2 separate regions of the Oryzias latipes genome follow, and region 2 is linked to region 1. The links are chromatin contacts, called in public Hi-C maps. All regions are on one chromosome and are shown on one strand. The core of a region is the stretch at or near the end of the contact, and the rest is flanking DNA. Distances in the headings are between cores, read along the strand shown.

Region 1 (7,854 bases), core at 753-3,252:
TAAATTACCAACATTTAGCATCTACTTGAAAGCAAAAACATGTTTTTTTTTTCATTGCAGAAAACAAATTTAGATGTCAAGGGGTTAAAAATTTTTAGGTAAAATTCAGTTTAATGCTCAAGAATAGTTGAAAACCCTCCTTTTAGCCCAATTTGTTCTGTAAAAACTGAACATATTAGTGCATTTGCTTCTCTTGCTTCTTTTTCTTTTTCTGTAGAACGAATAAGAAATATATTTCTAGACTTCCAGAAGTTTTTCTTTGGATTGTAGCTGCCAATTTACTTGTTTTAATGGAGTTCTTGATCCTGACCTCCAACGCCTGTTGACGCAAATATGCATCAAACCACTTTGTCTCAACAAAGTTAGCGTATCTACTTGAAAGCAAAAACGTAAGTGACCTTTTTTTTCATAGCTATAATAAATACAGGTGTCAAAGGATTAAATTAATTCAAATGGATTGGTTTTAAAATTGGTTTTAACCTCTAGGTAGCTCTGTGTTATCTGGACTGAACACTAAAATAACAGAGACTTCCACCAAACCTATTTTTGGTGAAGTTCATCACTGCACACCTGAAACAATCGCTTAAGGGAGACATGGAGAACCCGTGCTCCTCCACCGTTGCCAGGCTGCTCAGGCTTCCTGTGAGGCTGCTGCGACGACTGGTTGAGGTGCCCCTCTCCTCCATGAGCCAGCGCATGGCCTCGATGCCCTCGTGGACCGCCACCAACTGCTTCAGGATCTTCACATCGGTTGAGCGGAGCCACCTCTGCATGGACAAACAGAAGGGCTGATGAGCTACAGGCACGTTGGGAGTGTGTATAGCTTTAAACTAAAATAATGGGGGAAATTCCACCCATCCATCCATTTTCTTAAGCCACTTTATCCCTTTTGGTGTCACGGGGGTTGCCGGTGCCTGTCCCTGTTGGGGGAAGGCGGGGTACACCCTGGACAGGTCGCCAGCCTGTCGCAGGGATCGCAATCACGTGCACACACACACACACGCACACACCCACACGCACACACACACACACACACACACACACACACACACACACACACACACACACAGACATTTCGAACCAGGGCCTTCACGCTGTGTGATGAGAGCGCTAATCAGTGTACCACCGTGCAGCCCGAAAATGACATTATATAGCAAAATAAAATACAAATGTTATTTATATGTGGTTTACTAAAACCTACTTTTTGCTATTATAACCTTGTTATTATGTGAGAATAAAAGAGAAAGGAACGGAACAAGAAAACAGATGATGGGTGTGATCTAATAAGTGACAGTATATGTCATCAGAGATATAAGAACAGGTTAAGTGGCTCAGAAAGGTGCTCTGTGGGTTTGACATTTGAGCACAAACACAGCAATGTTGGCGTCAACTGGTTCAGCAAGCCATGGCAACTCGAAAGTGTCCACAGGTGGGGTAACTGCATCACACAAAGGCATTCTTATGTCAAAGAAATGAAAAGCAAAAGAGGATTTCTTTACCAGCTCTTGTTTTAAGTTGGTTATTTTCTCAGTTAAGTCGTGGCAGAGGGTTGAGTCGCTTCCTTTGGCCAAATGGTCAGATCTCCATCCCTGCTCGCAGTCTTCCCTCATCCAAACCAGGAGACTGTCGGGTGTTTTCCTTCCAATCTTGTTCTCCAACTCGTTCAAATCTGGAAAGGAGTCGCTGTGGATTTCTTCCGCCATGCTTAGCAAAGTGAGTCCGTGTGCGTAAAATGTGCGTAAAAAGCTAAAACCCTTGCCTCGAACAGAAAAAAATCCAATCAAATTACATGGCAAAATCACCAATATCCTCAGGTTGTATTAAAAAAAAAACTCCATAATTAGACACGAGGAAGAAAAAACATTCCAAGAAAAAGCTAGAAACGTGGATGTAATGGTTTTGCTTCTGCTGCCGCCGTTCACGCAGCGCGCACTGATGGTATGCAGCCCAAACATGATGCTGGAAAGTGGAAGTCCTCTCTGTGAAGTTCACAAACAATGGTGGGAGTTACAGAGGAGGTCACATGGGAGGCTGCGGGAAGCACCTGCTCTCAGCGAGCTGCTGATGTAAGCGCGCACGGCGCATGACACTGGCGCGCATGGACCTCCTGTTTGCCCAAAAGGAGAGCGCATGCACCGGTAGGTCTCAGGTCGGTTCGGTTTCAGATGGAGCAACAGTAACAGAAAATATATGTTTAATACGTTTCAAATAAAATACAAATTTAAAGGATGACTCATTTTTAGGAGTAATCATTGAAGAAAATATTAAAGTGAAACAAATTTAAAAATAAAATCCAGTCATTGAAAATCTGCTTTGATTACACTCAACCTATAAGAGTGAATAAAAATATCCATCAAAATAAGCTTGAGCATTACAGAAATCTGATTGGACGGCATCCTTATCCTGTGATTTGCTGCTCATGTCACATTCCATCCTTATCTTCAGAAACCAACATATGTTTATCTTTCTGAGCTTCTTTAGGAACATCTGGTTAACACTTCGATATAAGAGCAAGGCAGCAAATCCTCCACAGCCCTCGGATTTGAGCCAAACGATGAAGCTGATTATCATGCTGAAGAGGTGGTTTAAAAACAGGAAATGCAGACAAATGTCTAGGTCCCAATCCTGAAGTAAGTCCCATTTCTGAAACCCAACAGTTTGGAAAAACACATTTACTTATATTTTTTCTGCCATTAAGCCATTAATTTTATACATATAGAGTTTAAATACAACTGAATTTTAACAGGGTTAAATTTATCTACAACTAACAAATTTGCTTTTTTTGCCTGCAATATAAATTCTTTTCAAAATAAAATTAACCCTGGTCTAAACAACGGTTTTCAATAGTGCTTTGATTACATTCGTTTTTACACTTCAATTTTCTCTAGTGATCCTTTTTTTTACTGTATTTTTTGTGTTACTATTCAGAGGTCTGTAATGAAATATCACATTTGTGGTTTTTGCAATTTTTCCGAAAACAAAAATAAGCAGCTAAAATCTTTTTTTTTTTAATGATCGACTTTTTATTCAATTATATTCCCAGGAGACGCGATGAGCTTACTGCCTAACGATGTAACAGCAAGATGGCCCAAGTCTGGTTATCCCTGTGCCGGTCCCCAGCTCGGATAAAATACTGGGTTGTGTCAAGAAGATCATCCGATGTAAAAATCTCTACTAAACCAAATGTGTGACTTAGTGGAAGCTGATTGGCTGTGGCGACCCCTGAAGGTATATGCTGAAAGATGAACAACAGCAGGTGAATGACCCCAGATATCCTGTATATAAGTGGTCCATGCAGACCTTAAGGGCTCCACTTGATGCCGGTTTTAACCTTCACCATTGAAAGAAATCCAATATTACCCAAAACACAGTGATTTAACACCAATCAATATTTTTACCTCTGTTTATAAATTGAAACTAAGTCATTTATTTCACTGTTTTTAAAAAGAAAAAAAAACAGGTCTGACTAGGATGTTGCCATCTGCCACATGCTTCAAATAGATGATTTATTTTTATTTTCTGTTATCTTGGCCCACATTAATGTGTGTCAGAACCAGAGCTATACTTGTGGGAGTTTCCTGCTTTCTCCCAGCTGATGTCAGTGTGACTGTAATGCAGCAGTTCAGACCTGTGTTGTCTTTATCATTAAAACTAATCATTAAAAAGGAATGTTAAGCAATGTTCGGGAATCACTAAACACATCATGAAGCAGCAAATTGACTCATATGGGATAATTATAGAAACAAATTTATCTATGTGACTTTATAAGAAAATGAACTCAAATTATTTTCTAATTATGAAAGGAGAAGTATGCTGATTGGTGAAGAACGGTCTTGGTAAGACAAAAAAAGACCAAATTTAATGTCAAGGTCAGGGTTAAGTTTATTAACAGCTGTGGTTTCTTTGTGACTAGAAGTTAGCTATTAGACTGGCAGGTAAACACTGTAAAAAACTAGAGCTAAATACAGCCAGGATGAGTGCAGATGGCTTTCAGGGGTGTCAGTTGTCCTTCACATCTGTGGGGACAAAACAGAAAGCAACAGAAAGAGGTCAGCAGTAGCAGAAATGCCCAGAGGAGGGCGACAGAGAGTCAGGGATCAGCCCTGCCATGAAACATCATTCATCTTTACTCTAACTTGAGTTAGTTCATAATGAAAATCCAGTACTTTTTGACTCAGATGACTTTTCATCTTTACAGATATTGAACTTTGACCTGTCCTCCAATGAGACACAATTACAAGATTCTTTTCTGTATTAAATCTGGCTCAGTTTAAGTTTTAAAACATCAGGTCTTGATATTTAGGATAGAAACATTGAACAGTAACTACTGTGAGTACTGTTTTACTTATAAAAACATTTTCCAGGTTGATCAGTTTTACTTGATTTTGGCAAAAATGTCTCATTTTGAAAGACAAAACTTTCTGGAAGAGGTATTTCTTTTTGCCAAACGGAAAATGAGACTTTTTTCCCCCAGAAAGAAAATATCTGTTACTCTCATAAGGTTCTGATACGCAGTCTTAAAAGCATACAGTAGGTATATCTTTTTAAGTGATAATTCCCTTTTATTTTGTCCTGCTTTTAACCCTTGTGCTATCCTAGGCACTTTAACGTTGGGAGTTGGGTCATCTAGACCCACTAGACAGTGTTCTGAACCTTTTTTCTTCAATGATTTGTGATCTTCACTGGTGTCCATGGATGACATGAAATCTTTCCACCTTTATAATGTTAGGGAGAACACGTCAATGTAAGGGTGGGATCATCTCAGATAGCACAAGGGTTAAATCCTCTGATCATTTCGGATGAGCTAAAGCTGTTTCATTTTTGTTTCTTTTGTTTCTGTTTTGACTTCTCCATCATCCCTGGTAGTCCATCTATGTGAGTAAAATTTCTTTTTGTAGCTTATAAATCTAAGCATTTCATACATTCTAATGTGACATTGTTTAACAGACCTTTAAAGGATCATCTTCATGCCACCTGAACTTGCGCAAACCAAATATAAGCATGCAAAGTGGTGCTCAGGATTACAGGAACATCCCTATTTGAGGCATTCAGTCTATATTCATCTGACATTACTGTTTTGCACATGCAGACAATTTTTCCTCCATTCATAGAACTTTTATCTGTTCAAAATGTTCACAAATATTAAATGTAAATATGAGCCACAGTCAAATGCATCCCTGCTGGTAGATGTTTCTCAGTCAATGACTTCTAAATTTCATAATAAGTTATTATTGCTCTGCTGCTCCCAAAGCTGAGGAGTACACAGTTTGTTTTGCAGGTTTAATTTATACCGAAACACCGTAAGATCTATATTTGAAGGCCTTTCAAGCACAGTGGATGCTGTAGAAGCGTGAATTTTTAAAAGCAACCTGTAGGTGGAAGCAGACACCCAGCGTTTGAAGTATGTGGAAAATAATTTCCTGTGTATCTGACGCATCTACCCTGGCTCTTTACCTCCTGAGATGATGTTCATTAGGCTTGTTTTTATGGCGAATTAGCTCAAGCTTCACCAAGGAGGCCTTCTCGCTGCTCTCATCGCTGAAACAACTCAACTCAACACCCTGAGGTCACCTTCTGACTTCAGACAACCCCAGTAATGGGTTTTTCTGCAAATAGGGGAGTCTGTTGCTCTTTTGGACAAAAAAAAAAAAGACTGTTATCTGATGTTAAAACTTTCTATGACTTCATTTGGGAATTTGTCGTCCTTGACAGAGCATTCCTGGGAATGAAAAAGGCAAGCGGGAGGCCAGAGGAAGAGCGGCCAAATAATCAGGTTACGTGATGGGTGGGGTGGCATGTAAAATATCCCCGCCGTTGTGAGGCCGACCCTGAGGTCAGCGTTGCCTGGAAGCGGAGGGCCGTCATAAAAAAAAAGGCTACACACTGAAGGAATTATGTTTTGTTTTATGAGTCAGCCTGCGTGACTTCCAGTTTTAGGGAAATCATAAACTTCTGCAAAACATAAAAAGTGGCCAAAGTGGGGATATCAATGAGAGGCCACTAACTCAGGCAGATAAGGTTTTTACTGCATCTGGATTTGCAATGAAATGAGATTTATTGCAGATCATAAAGAGGAATGTGGAAATCTTTGTATTATTTATTTCACCTGAAACACCTGAAACCTGACGACTGAGGCATGAGAAAAGCAGACCGTGACTCCATGCTAGATGTATTTCAACATCCTCATAGCTCAGTTACTCTGCAAGTCAACCGTTACGTTATAGAGGCGCGGGTCAGGAAAACAAATGAGGTCACAGGGACAGGAAATGATGGCTTTTTGAATTTTAATGGAAGCTGTTTCTTGGAATTTTGCTGCACAGAAAGGTCAGAAATCAGTGTATTTGCTCAATCTGTAGACAGATGTCATGTGTTCTGGGAAAAAAGGAACTTACAACAGGGAAGAAACAGGATTTAAAGTCTGTCTGTGCTGTACAAGGATCACATTTTTAACCCCAAAAAACTCTGTTTTTTTTCCGCAAAAATTCTTATTAATACTCCTGTCCACAATGCACGTAAGTTGAAAAAGAGTGCAAAAAAATTGACAATTTTTGTGTCGAACAAAAAAAAAATTAATCACCAGGAGCACTGCTAAAACTTCTAGGGACTCAGGGCACAATTACTGGGGGGGGGGCCCTTCCAGCATTCACCCCCGCCATTTTAAGGAAAAAAAATATCTTCTAAAAAAATTTTGTACAAATAAATAATGACTTTTTTTTAAGATAAAGTTGTTCTTAGACTATTTCTAATTCCTAAAATCTCATAATGATCGACATATTGGTCTGACCTTTTATGGATTTATTGTAAATGCAGAACATTTAGCAGCACCAAAATGAGCAAAATGGGAAAAAAAGAGCATAAAACGGAATTTAACCCTCCCCCGCCTACAGTTAGTACTCTCCTTTGGTAAAATGCTTTGTTGACGTTTCGCCAAAGTCTCAACACTCCATTTTAAGTGTAAAGCTACATTCCTACCACCCTCTGCAACACAAGTTTGAACAACCATTTTCAATGAAAAGTCTATGTAAATGAGTGCAAGTGTGCATTTCGGATTCCACGATCACCACGATAATCTTGTTTCTTCGACTGTTTTTGGGCTCTACGTACAAATCGATGGCGTCCCCTTCAATTCATAACCAATGAAATTCTATGACACCAAGCCCTTAATATAACGGAAAAGAGCTGCTATCCTAGGCACTTTTACATTGGGAGTTGGGTCCTCTAGACCCACTAGACAGTGCGCTGAACCTTCTTTCTTCAATGATTTGTGATCTTCACTTGTGTCCATGGATTACATGAAATCTTTCCACCTTTATCCACCTTTGTCATGGTAGGGAGAACACGTCAATGTAAGGGTGAGGTCTAAGATAGCAAACGGGTAAATCCGTACGTAGACATCTTGCTTTGTTCAATTTAACACATTTATTGTAAGTGAAGTAAAGATACGTTTTAAAAAATTGTAACTTTAGGTAAAAATCTGTAAAAAAAAAAATTGTACAATGAATTAACATTAACCTGCTTCTTTCATTAGACTTTTTTCTGACCTCCTCATTAACAATGACCTAGTTTTTCATATTTGTCTTTATTCAGACAGTAAAACCTGATGCTGAACGTATCATAAAAAGTTTATTTTTCTGTGTGTAGCCAAACTTTCAAAGCAAAAAGGTATTCATTAAGTCCCTTTTCTTGTGAAGTTCTTGTGCGGCAATCATTTTGTGCATCTGTTTCTATTTAGAGACCTACAGGGTGAATAAATGAAGGCGAAAAAAGCAGCCCAGCTCACATGTATAGAGAGGCCCATTTACATCCTGCCATTGTGTTTTGTTTATTCAAAGAATAACATAAAGTGCGGAGCTC
Region 2 (7,403 bases), core at 1,155-3,654, 220 kb after region 1:
TGAAAGAGATCAAATGTAATCATTTCTGAGTATTTCTCCTTTGGAATTGCTGTCAATCAAACTGTCACACTTTGTGATGTCACGACAGCCCAGGATTGCATGCACATTGCAATGTGCATGCAAAAGCTCCCTGATCGGCCCCGTCCAGTGTGGACAAGCGTAGCTGCGGCAGAAGAGAAAACACGTGCGGGGGGTTGCAGCAATGTGCCAGCATAATGATCGGGATCGCTCCAGCTCCATCGGCCCTGTGACAGACTGTCCAGGGTGTACCCGCCTTCGCCCAACAGTCATTGGGACGAGTACTGGTACTGGAAGGGCACAAATCATGCCACGCCGCTCAAATCCCACTGCGGCCAGATCTTCGTGCTGTGCCCCTTCCTCAAATCACACCGCAGGACCTCAGATTGTGTCTTGACCATTGACTCAACATTGAAAATGCCTCTGCCGCGCGGATTGCGTTTGGTACGAACAGCTAAACATAACCCTTCCTCTGGGTCTATGCGGCCACATCCATGTAGAGGAGATTTTGGAAATAGAGGCTTCAGATAAACATGAAATATGGCTTTTTAAGACATTTTGGTAGTAGAATTGTGGTTAAGAATTACATAATCACAATTAGACGTCACAGAGGAACTTAAAGTAATTCAGCTGCATATTTGGATAAACTAACCAAGAAGTACAGGAAGAAAAAAACCTCAAATTTTGCTTGCTATTTTTGTTGCAGCGGTAGTGTTAGTTTGGGGTTGTGAGGGGCTGTAAGATGAGTAAACAAAGGGATTATGGGATATCGGCATTACTATTAAAGTCTAGCTGCAGAATGTGTAAATGTTGAGCAAAGACTATTTTGATTTGGCTGTGTTTGGAAAAAAAAAATCAGAAATAATGTGTTAATAAATGTGGCGTTTGACATTTTAAAGGTGGCGCTCTACCCGAGATTAGTCATCAATCCATCCTAGCATTTCATTTTAGATTCCAGAGCAGAAAATTTGGTTTCTGAATGTTTATTTCAGCAACCGAAACATCGTTCTGTAATCAATATCACTCATTCAAAGGACTTCAAATCCAACATAGATGATAAATAGAGATGCATTATTTTTATAGTGGATTACAAAGTATAAAGTTTTCGTGTGAATGTTACAAAACAAGCAATGTACAATGTATTCAATTTTAAACTGAAAAACTTATGGATCCTTGAAGAAAGGACTTGTTTTAAAAACATTTTTTTATTTAATGACACGAATTAAAAATAAAACGAGGCAAGGTTTCATTTGTATGCAAGACTGCAGAGAGAATCCAGTAAAAAAATAAAGAAATAAAAGAGTCAAATTCATACTTATTTTGTCTACCCAGATTATTATGAGTCGTCATGGCAACCCTTCCTGTCATTTAAAAGTCGATTCTTTTAAATTACACACCTGATGTTTTTATAGTGAGGTACTCTTTTAATCCGGGGGGGGGGGGGGGGGGGGGGGGGGGGGCTGGAAGTTTTCTATTTTAGGTGATCAAAATAAAATTAGAAGATGAAAAAAAAGGACTATATATGTATAGACAGATATATCAAAAAGAGATAGAATAATTGAATTGGTTATCAATTTTAACAACAACAACAACAATATTTAATGCTGGAGACATGAGCTTCTTATACTTAGCTCAAATACAATCGGGGACCAAAAACAAAGAATAAAAGTGACTATAAGGCTGGTTAATCATCATTTTTAACAAATCCCAGTAACAATAGTGATCAATAATTTGTACTATTTATAATGTAGGACAGCTGGAACTTCCCGTTTGCCAAACAAAAGATCAAGAGCATGAACAGTCATGAGCAATAATTCCTCCAGATTATTCATTAGTTGATTGTTTGGGTCACGCGCTCGTTTAGACTAGTCCGGAGTTAACCACACATTTCTTAATGCGCACAGACTTGGCAAATTATCAAAGCCCATTCCTGAGCTCATCACGTTAACAGTCTGACCTGTCAAAAGTCGACCCTCTAGGTGCCACATCACAGCATAACGTCAACGCTAGCTTCATGGCTCTATCGGTAATGGATGCGCGCGACTGATAAAACACCGGAAGTTAGCCCTCACGTTTGGTTCTTAGCGCTAAAACCGAGGAAATTGAAGTAAGAAAGAAGAAAACTAGTTGGAACTCACCAGCATACTACAGCTATATATAGCCACAATGACACACTTCTTCTTCTTCGCTGAAACAGCTGTGTCATCTTCATCCCGCTCCTGACGGGACAGACATCCTCACCAAACTACATAAAAATAAACTTTTGCTACCGAATGGCCTCTAACGACGTGAATTCACCCTATCTACCGTGATAACCGGATGTTTAACGGCTCCACTGTGATGCTAGCCACTGCTGTGTATACAACAACCTGCTACTGCTTACGTCATAGCGGATCGACATTGATTCAGCCAATGAACGAAAAGCTGCGTAGTGACTCAGTTCAAACTAACCAGGATGCGCTCGTTTTGTTTACCGGGGTCGCCCGAGGTAAATGAGTTCCTGTTCTTTGAGTGTTAAAAAGCGCCGAAATTTAACTTAAGTCAGCGAATCACGACTCACAAAGGTCAACAACACTTATAATTATGACAACCTTTAAAATTTACGATAAAAAAATTACTTTATGTGCTCCTGCTCTGAATTGTTATCCCTACCCACCCACCCCACGTACCCCTGTGTTTTGGTCTGCCTGTTTAAAAGCTTTAATAACAATAATAATAATGGAATTTAAGGATGAATGAGAAATTTAGGAGGCCTCTATAATTCCATGTAAACCAATCTCAAATCTTAAATGTAAAAACTGTCTTTCACTAATCTACATGTTTCCTCTCAACCCTTGTGTTAACCCTCCCTCTTAACCCTCCTAGGCACTTTAACGTTGACCCACTAGACACTAGACACTAGACCCACTAGACAGTGCTCTGAACCTTTTTTCTTCAATGATTTGTGATCTTCACTGGTGTCCATGGATTACATGAAATCCTCTTCACCTTCATCCACCTGTGTCATTGCAGGAAGAACACGTCAATGTGAAGGGTGGGGTCATAAGATAACACAAGGGTTAAGAGTGACACTTGACTCTCGTAGGTTTGATCTATTAAGTAGACTGGAGTTTAAGTATAGTAAGTGTACTTTACTCATACACTGCACTGTATGTGAAGTGTAGTATAAATATTTCTTAAGCCTGAATTTGAATAATTTAAGTTTAAAATATATAGATACTATAAAAAAGTAAACTTCAAGTATACGGCTTAAATTTTAAGTATCACTGTAGTAGACTACTTTTTACTAAGGGCTACACCATCCTACTATTGGATAGCACAAATTACATTATTCAGATAGGTTTTTGTTGTTTTCTGTTTGATTATATTCATTATTATTATTTTAATAACAGAGTATTCGACAAATGCCGTCATTTCCTTTTTGTATAACCTTATGATTCCGTAGTTTGAACACCAGGGGGCGCTCCCACCCAACTTTAAAGAGTTTGAAGGCGTGAATGAGCCAGCGTTCAGGACACAGCTGCATTGCCCTACATCAGTCACTCTTTTGAAGGGTAATTAAAACAAAAGGAATAAACGAACCTCCTGTCTTTTTTTACATTAAAAGTTTTTTTTTCTTACTGTGTTTTAATGAGAGTAATGGAGGTCTGAGATGTTTACCACAAAAAAATTAAAACCTGCTTTCTCTTCTTAGAGCTAGAGCATAGAGGGCTAAAAGGAATGTTAGCTGGAAAATATATTATTTCTAATGGACAAACTGATTTATTGTGGAAAACAACCCAGATTACACCAGTGTACTCATGCAAACTTGACAAAGAAAATATCAAACTGAGGCTTAATGAAATAAATGACATTATTAAGGTAAAGTCATATTAGAAACTGCCATTCAACCCTTGTTTTCAAAGTAAAATGCACTAAAAAATTAAGCCAACTGGTTTATTCTCTGTAGAATTGAAAAAAAGCAGCTGAACATCCTCTTGATAAAATGTTTAATGCAATGTTTCTCTGAAATAATTAGATAATTCTTTTAAAACGGAAAGAAAAATCCTTGCTTTTTTATTACAGTGAGAAATTTCCCTAAAATAGCAAACATAATGAATCCCAGTTTTAAAAGCACAAAGTCGAAAAATAAAAACATTTCCACAAAAAATCTATAAATGTATAAACTGTGACGTGCTTACTCTCATTAGAAAGCAAACACTTCATGAGAAACTATAATAATCTTTCAATTTAATTAAAAAAAACTGTAACAAAACTAACAATATTTGTATTTTTGAAACTATTGTTTGAAAATTCTTTAAATCAAGAACTTAAAAACCCTGAAGAACAAATACATTAAATGTGTATTTAAACAAATAGAAAAAATGTAAAACTAAATTTCAATGCAATTTTTCATTTATGGGAAGTGGTAAAATACATAAAATTTTACATTAATTTAGGTCCATTTTCAAGATAATAAAATAAAAAAAAATGTAATTCTGCTGTTGTTTTAGAAATTTGACTTGCTGCAGCATCTGCTTTTCAACTGCTAAAATAATAAATATTGATCTCTTCCGTGTTTTTACTTACTTCTTTAAAGTATTTTATCCCAACTCTGCTCCTCATGTCTTTTCCTATCACTTCAAATTTGTATGAAGTCTAAACCATAAAAAATATATAAGTTATGAGCCTCTTTATGCAAATCCACCAACCCAATTTTTAAAAAAAGAGGACAAAGTTTAACATCATCAGGAACATGTTTATTAAGGAGCGATACAGACGCACAGAATATAACAACTAATACATTTCCCAAATTTACCATTATTGTGCCCTAAACATAAAGTCATTTTCCTGTCTTTGTTTTTTCTTCCTTTTTTTCACTTCTCAGAGCTGTATTTACCTTTGGCAATTAAAAATTGTAGTTTATGCCAGTAAGGCAGTCTAAATTGGAAAGCATGTAGTGAATAGAGACAAAGAGAACAGTTTAAGCATAAGGATTCTTAATAAGGTGTTTACAATCCACAGGTATAGTATCTCCTTATCATTACCTATATACATAAGAACACAATTTAGGCTCACAGACACGATAACAAATCGACAGAGAAGCACTTAAACATTGACGATACAACCTCAAGTTCTGATGCAGGCACTGACTAACTGGCTGCCGTGATAGAGGAGACGGAGGTGAGACCAGACAGAGAAGGAGGTTAGGCGTTTCAAACCTGAGGGAAATGAATAGTTACAGTATATTAAAGCCTTTTTTTTAGTCATTATGAGAAATCTAATTTAGCTTTTTACACTGGGCGAGAAATTTCTCAGTGCGAGCTCCAGTCCCATTCATCTCACAAGTCAGCATCTGAATCGGAGTTTAAGGCTGTAGGGGGTCACGCTTTGACCATCAATACAGCACAGGTGGACGAGGTTCAACGCATCGGTGAGGCTGTTATTTCCACACTGAGAATACTGAAGGTGCTCCTCAGCCTTGCTATGTGTGTGTATGGCCGCTACTACAACACAGAAACAACTCACAAACATTATATTTCAACCCACCCGACCTTCCGGGAGGGATGGGGTCGTTGGAGAAGTCATCGTGAACAGCATTGACCATACAAACAAACGAAAAAAATGGAGAAAAAAAAATCATAATTATAAGAACCACAAACGTGCAGACAAACGGCACATACACATGAGTCCTCGCACACGCCCACGTACACAGTATGACAGAAGAACGCATGTACACGCTTACACTATAAGATACGACTCCTGCTGCTAGTTCAACACCAGGCTGATGATAAACACTTAGGAGGAAGAGAGGGGGCATTAAACAGGAGCTTAATGCATTTCTCAATCAAAGTCAGCCTACATATAGGCAAAGTAGTCTCTCCTTCTTACGCACACGAGCACACCTCACGTACACACACTCCCATGCAATAAAAGCAGCTAGTGCCATGCTGCATTCTGGGATGGGTCGGACCATATGACTGCTGAGCCTTTTTTTTTTAAATTCATATAGCAGCTATGTAGTTGCAGGACATTTTTAGGGAGGGGGGGGTTAAGGGGGGGAGGGGGTCCAGGATTGATACTGGGAGATGGAGCTGTTAAGCAAACCTGGATCACAGGCGAGCAACAAGCACACATACACATACACCACAAGACAAGTACCATACTGTACGTAGATATATGGATGTCGTCACCTGCCGAGGGACTGAGGTTCAGAGGGGGGGTCAAAGACTTCAGTGTGTGCACTAAGGAGAGACCAGGACAGTGGGGGGGGGGGGGGGGGGGGGGGCAGATGAGGGTACGAGGCACCCCCTCAGCTGATTAAGGTGGAGCTTGTCTTGTTGGAGATGGAGGAGGCCGCCGGCTGAGGAGAAAGAAATCCCAAAACAGCGCATGAAGACAGTTTTTTTTTTAAAAAGGGACATTTAAATTATTATCTTCACTTGGACATGAGTTTGAATACCAAAAAAGTCCACATGGCAGCAGTCAGACTGATTGACAATGACTTTGCTGTAGAAACTGAGAATTTGAAGGACAGTAAGCCTAAGCTTGACTGATTTTATTTTGAAAATCTATTCTTAAATTACTTAGCAAATAAGTTAAATGACATAGCATGCCTGTAATTTTATATGCATTTTACTTAATCCATTAAACTATTTGCCCTGGCCCGCCAAAAAAATAAATTGTATTGATATTTCTCCAGAAGTTGCCGACCCCTGGTCTACGTGCAGAAAGTTATTTGAAAATTTGTTGTTTTCCTGACGTTCATGTGTGTTTTCCGAGACCGTCAGTTGTTATTCCAATCATTCCAACACCGCATGAACGCAGCATTTTCTCTATGTTTTTGTTTTTCCCTGAGTGACATCAACCCAATGGCGCAAAAGGAGAACTAAAGCCACACATTTAGAAATAACAACTCCAAAATGTTCTGTCTTAAAATATGTATATATTAATTTTCAATCAAAATGAATGTGTCTTTGTCCAGATTACATGTTATTTCTCACTCCAATAAGGTTGATTCCCACCTATTAGTCAAAAAGTTTGCCCAGCCATGACTTAAAAAGATAAAAAGAACTCTAAAAAGTATTATGGGAATAAAGTGGGGTAAATAATAGGTTATTTTCAGAGTTGAATTTACTCCATTTGAATTCTTTTAAGCCTTCTTTAAAACCTGATTTTTCAATAATTTCTTGCACTAAAGCTACATGATGTCAAAGAAATCTCACTTTTCTTTAAAGCACTCCTCCACAAAAAAGTGTGACTTTGCCTAAAATAGCAGCCTCATTTCTCCCCCCAGAGCCTCCAAATCACCTCAATATTCTTAAAATATCCTTAGAATTCTTTTATAAAACTTTAACTTCATTTACTGAAAGACAATGACGTGACAGCGTTTGCAGCCCCACCAT

The links. A called contact is a pair of places that touch in the nucleus more often than the background predicts.
Region 2: a Hi-C map of embryo shows a contact between it and region 1, with 4 times the contacts expected there. The contact joins the promoter of suco here to the promoter of LOC101171696 in region 1. A contact is called at or near these places in 4 of 5 Hi-C or Micro-C datasets (embryo and fibroblasts).

The regions. Positions count from the first base shown.
Region 1 is chr17:15,624,136-15,631,989 of ASM223467v1, forward strand. It overlaps LOC101171696, which reads right to left and starts at 2,003. Exons shown (of 3, transcript XM_004079061.4): 1 at 1,500-2,003; 2 at 571-767. The coding sequence starts at 1,703.
Region 2 is chr17:15,839,165-15,846,567 of ASM223467v1, forward strand. It overlaps suco (SUN domain-containing ossification factor), which reads right to left and starts at 2,405. Exons shown (of 23, transcript XM_011486472.3): 1 at 2,157-2,405. The coding sequence starts at 2,230. It overlaps dnm3 (dynamin-3), which reads right to left. Exons shown (of 21, transcript XM_023965739.1): 21 at 4,736-6,361. The coding sequence ends at 6,319.